Linked DNA regions of Rattus norvegicus: region 2 is linked to region 1. Evidence: chromatin contacts called from public Hi-C data. All regions are on one chromosome and are shown on one strand. The core of a region is the stretch at or near the end of the contact, and the rest is flanking DNA. Distances in the headings are between cores, read along the strand shown.

What was found. Hi-C and Micro-C count contacts between places; a contact is called where the count stands out from the background.
Region 2: a Hi-C map of frontal cortex shows a contact between it and region 1, with 2.7 times the contacts expected there. The contact joins the promoter of Trmt9b here to the enhancer-like site in region 1. A contact is called at or near these places in 3 of 12 Hi-C or Micro-C datasets (frontal cortex, liver and prefrontal cortex) and 1 of 1 datasets of contacts at active chromatin or transcription factors (oligodendrocytes).

What each region holds. Positions count from the first base shown.
Region 1 is chr16:62,437,444-62,440,143 of GRCr8, forward strand. It overlaps a transcript of Trmt9b not described here. Among named protein-coding and RNA genes, the nearest start is that of Trmt9b, 57 kb to the right of the region's middle. Within about 2 kb of position 1,343, at least 16 of the 93 cell types and tissues checked have an H3K27ac peak or open chromatin away from gene starts, as enhancers often do.
Region 2 is chr16:62,494,163-62,496,862 of GRCr8, forward strand. It overlaps Trmt9b (tRNA methyltransferase 9B (putative)), which reads right to left and starts at 1,356. Exons shown (of 6, transcript NM_001107314.1): 1 at 1,019-1,356; 2 at 501-725.

The DNA of each region.
Region 1 (2,700 bases), core at 93-2,592:
TTTCATTCTCACGTGTCTTATTTCTACTTAGCAATTTACTGCCTGAGCTCGTGCTGAGTCTCCCCATGCCTTCCTTCCCGTCCAACTCCCAGCTGCTCTCTTATCCAAAGAGTGTTTATGAAGCACCTGTCCAGAAACCCCAAAGCCTCTCTAGCAATGAGAGAAATGAACGCGTACAACAAACAGGGAAGGCCTGAATCTATCACCCTGGTGGTCATGGTCACAACCTGTTTCTCAGGTGTCTTTGCCTTTTCCTGTCCCCTGCAAAACCACCTTCTTGTGGTTTTTGTAATAACAGTTCAGGACAAAGCCAAGTGCCTTCCCTGTCCACACAAGTGGTGTAGCCTTTGAGAGCTTCAGCTTTTGTCTCTACAGTGACAGCTACCATCAGAAATAGGTGGTACTGTAAAGATTTCTGATCTGCAGAGCCTGCATAATGAAAGGAACCATTGTTACCATCAACAAATAACTCGGGAGTGTTCCAGACACCTTTAAGAATTGTCCAACTCCTTGCCTTCTGGACTAACTAGCCTTGCATTCCTCTCTCTCTCTCTCTCTCTCTCTCTCTCTCTCTCTCTCTCTCTCTCTCTCTCTCTCTCAATTTAAATCATTAACCTTACTGTATGAGTGTTTTGTCTACATTGCATATATATGTACCACATGGGTGCCTGAAAAGGGTGTGGGATCCCCTGGAACTGGTGTTAAACAGGGTTATATATGAGCCACTCTGTGGGTGCTGATAATCAAGCTAAGGTCCTCTGGAAGAGCAATCCGTACTCTTAACGTCTGCACCGACTCTCCGGCTGCATACCCTGCTGGCTTTTAATTAGTTAAGTCTGAGAATTAAACTTGACTCCCATTAAGTCTTCAAAGGTTTCTAAAAAGCCCCTTGCCTATATAGAATGTTTGTAAGTTGTTCAACAAAAGCGTAAAGAAACGTGGTATTTAAATCACCATGTCCCTCATAGGGAACTGAATTCTGCCCATTCTATGCTTTATGTTGCTTTCTTGATGCAGCTATGTTTGAGCCCGGCCATTGCTGTGACAAAGCACCTTAGCTCACCCTCAAGTTCCTCCCTGTGACACTGAAGACTTAAGGGATGTGTGGGGAGGGACCATTCTCCACCGCCACCCACCACTGCCAGCACAATGCTCATGTGGAGGACAAGTCGCTGGAATTCCCAGTTTTAATGTCGGCTTTCATTTCAGTCTTCTTGTTGTGGAGCTCTGATGTGTGACTACATTGCTAACTGTGAGAAACTCATCTGCATCTGTGGATTCTGGCCTCAGGCAGTGAGCCCCTTGTGTGCATTGGGATAGAGACAGCTGTCTCACATGTGGCACAGAGCCCAGATGGCCCACTGTGCCACTGATAGGCAGTGGCTCTACTCACAGGCTGAGCCTTGCTGTAAGAATGTTCTACCCAGCTTTTCAAATAGCTGTCCCTGACCAGAGTCACTGTGACAGAAGGGGCGACCCCAGATCAGGCTCCTTCTCCTCATGGGACAATATGTAGGGGCCTGTTCATGTCCCAACAGGATCCCTGCTAGTAAAGCTGTGCAAATGTCCCTCTCTGCTGATTAACCCTTTGAGGACAAGCATCTCAATGGAATGGGGGCAGTGTAAGCCTAATTTCTCAAGAGTGGGGTGTGGGGAACCAAGCTGGAAAGTTGAAACTGAAAGTTTGCTTCTCACTGAACTATCAAGAAAACTGTAACACTTGCCTTATGCCTGGCAAACAGACAGCCTTGAAGCTCAATTAGTGATTGACACTTCAAAAACGGAACACAAAGAGAAAGAATTGACAGCTTTGAAAGACCAGAGCGACAAGTGTTTTGCTGTTTTGTTTTGTTTTTTGACCAAAAAGACTTCTGCAGAACTGCAGAGCACATGTCCCCAAGTTCCTGTTTCACCTTTTTTTTTTTTTTGTTCCATCTCACCAGGGCCAAGCAACACTCTGATGATAGCCACACCTTCTGAGAGCACAGGTGAGGGACTGCCAAGCAGCAAGATGCTAAGTACCATCTGCTCCTGGATTGCGTCTCCTAGGAGATCTGTGGGAGTCACAGTGGGGCCAGGTGCAAATCCTTTCACCATTCTCCAAAGAGAACCACCTGTCAACCTGCGGATGGAGCCGGTGGAAGGTCCAGCAATATAAAATACACATCACCACAGTGTCACTTTGGGGTGGTCTACTACGTCTTTTATTAGTCTTAAAATATGTCTTTTAAAAAGTAGATAATATCCTTTCTATCAACCCATAAAAGATGCTGTATCATTAGACGGCTAACCCAGCTTCCAGACAACGGGAACAGAATTCAAGTACAGACTGGTTGAGTTTCATTGAAGTGTAACAAGCATCATGTGAGCGAGCCTAACAGCACCTGCCCTGACACATTCGGGAGGAAGAAAACTCCAATCCTGTTTGTTTGAGACTATTATTAAAGAATACACAAACACATAAATAATCAACTACATATCACAGGCATACAAATTATGCTATTTTAAATAGCTGTTACAAAAAGATCCTGGCCACTGTTGGTTCACGTAAATAAATATCTTTAGGTTATTGTAAGAGTCAAGATGTCTTACATCAATTTGTGCTCTAGATCTATTGCTAGTTCCCCCTGGGGGGGGGAGATTAAAATAACTATATTTAAGGGGAAAAAAGCTTCACACTTTTGACACAAATACATATGT
Region 2 (2,700 bases), core at 106-2,605, 57 kb after region 1:
TGCATTTTAAAGATTTCACTAGCTAATACATAAAGAAACGCCGGGCTCGGGGTTGTTTGCATCCTTGCAAACATGTTATTTATGACGACAGCTCAAGTTAACGCAAACAGGCGCACACGAGAGACATGTATCATTGTATAGATCTCACCATCCTATTTTGACTTTCCTGCCAATAAACTGTATTTTCATCCTCAGCTTTGGAAACTTTCAGGCTGCTGAGTGATCTTAGTTCCCGCCTCCTGCTGGGAAGAAAACCATTTCCCAAGTCACGGCTTTTAAAGGGAAAGATACACGTGCGACCAGAAACAAGAATTCCTCTTCACCTTTATACCTCTGCACTTGTCGCTTTGGACTCTGAGAGCCTATTTATCCTCCCTGCCATCTGAAGCATGTCCTGCAAGGCAGGCTGCTCTGCTTTGCTCTGCTCTGCGCCTCAAGTTTGCAGGGTAAACAGGTTCTCTCACCATAACAAGGATGGCCAAGGAAGGCCAGTAACTCACCCAGGTTTGCAGATCCCGGGTGCTCTGGCAGTCTTGGGGATGCCAAATGGCTGCAACTAGGACAGCGAAGACTCGGGTCACCATTGAGCAGTGCAGACGAAGGTCAACAGCAGGTTTTGGGCGGTCTTTGCCCGGGATCCGGGCGGGAGGCTCGGCCGAGCACTGGCTCGGTGCTCTTCAGCGTCGCAGCCCGGACTGTCCAGGATGCAACTTCCATGGGTCGGCCTAGGAGCGTGAGAATGAAAGGGAGAGGACTAGAGAGAGGGAGTGAGGAGGGGGGGGGTGTAGGGGGGAAGGAGGGTGTGCAGGGGTGCGCGCAAGACGGGAGCGCGCTCCCGGGCTGGAGCGCGGCTCCGTAGAGAAGTTGGAACGCAGCCGCGAGGCCGCGCACACCCAGGCTCGCGCGGGGACCTCCTCCTGCCAAGCTGCGCGGCTTGGAAGCCAGAGTGACAGCAGCTGCGACTTCCCGCGACCCCCACCCAGCGTGGTGCCGCCCTCACCTCTCCCCAGGCTCTGACCGCAAGCCCGGGGCGCCTCGGAGTCGGCTCGGTGCGGCGCGGGCGCGCGGCAGAGCCCAAGCGGTGTGGCCGCTCTGTCTGTCCCCTGCGATCGCCGCGCCCGGACGTGCCTGAGGCTGGAATCAGGATGACCTTCCTGTCTCTCACCTCGCTCTACTCCAGTGTCCGGTGGGGTGAAGGGTCCTAAGCGGGAGACGCCTCTGGGCGGGTACACCTGGCGGGGCCCCAAGCGCAGCTCAGTACCTGTGGTGACACCCACGTGACCCTAAGCCTAACTCTTCCCTTTTGATCCTGACCACAACACACACTGTAAAGGAAAAATCTCTACCGGGTATCTGGGCACGTGGGCTGACTCAGGATTGGAGGAATTAGGTCCAACCTGTCACTGCACGGGTTCTGGGTTTTTCCTGAAAAAGACAACGCTTGTTTAATCTTTTCAATGTCTTGCTAAAAGGAGCAAGTCAAAACCCCCGTCTGTCACAACAGTGCAGTGTGGAAATTTAGAAGCGATAGCCCAAAATGGACATAGATCATTGCTTCTGCAATAATAGTGTTAATTGCTTTCAGTGTCATAGCTAATAACCTTCGACCCCTATTAGTAAACAACGTAGTTACCCGCAGGGTTCTCTGTACTTTTTAAAAACTATATGTTCCCCGGAATCGGACCCCGACATATTCAGTAATGTTTTGCGGGCCTTTGGATAAGAATCCCATGCTGTTGAGCTGCTGTCCTGTTATGGGGGTTGGTAGGGACTCACCTATGTGCATTTATAATGCGCCCCTAGGAGGAGGATTGGAGATCACACGGTTTAATTCAGGGATAGTGCTGCAGTTCTCTTACTCCGTCTACTGGGGTGGTCCAGAGAGAACTTCTGTCTGGACTTCTACTGCAATGTCCAGAATAACAAAAGAGCCATCTCCTCGTTTGATTAAAAAGAGGTAGGGAGACTCACTAGCCTGCTTCCCATCTTCTTGAACCCTGAGCCAACAGGAAAGACACTCGGTGCTCCTTTTTCTTTCTGTTCAAGGACGCTACAGTTATGGCGGATGGAATTCATCTTAAGTACTGACATACCTTAGAGTATTGAGTGGTACAAGTCAGGAGCCCAGTAAATATCACATCATAAAAGAGAGCTGAACAGGGTAGGATCAGAGGGAAAGCGACCTGGTTTACATTTCATAAGACACATGAGGGAAATGATTTCAGTGAAGGCATTCTGGCGGCCAGGGCAGGTACGCCATTTTGGTATAAGAATTTAATTTTGAGAGTTTTGAGATATGATAGTAGCAGAAGTCCTCAGCCTTGTGCAGGGGATGGGAATGGACCTCGACAACAAGGGGACAGAAGCTCTGGAATACGGTAGAATGAGCATAGACATTATTTTTACATTATTTTTACATTTTATGGCTGTGCAAGGTATGGGAGCCGTTGAAAGTGCATCCTGCCGCAGTCGGCAAATGTGTTGGGTCACACTCACAGCTACCTTGGGGGTGGACTCTAATTGGAAACTCATGCCATAATATGCGGGTTTGAGTATCAGTCCCTTGTCCGGGGGCAGGGAGGAAAGAAGATGGCTGGAGTTGAGGTTATGATAAGAGGCATTTATCTCCTGGCCGTGAGCACTTTGAGTGATGACTATGGAAATGGAAAGAATATTTGTAGACTAGGGAAACAGAGCCAG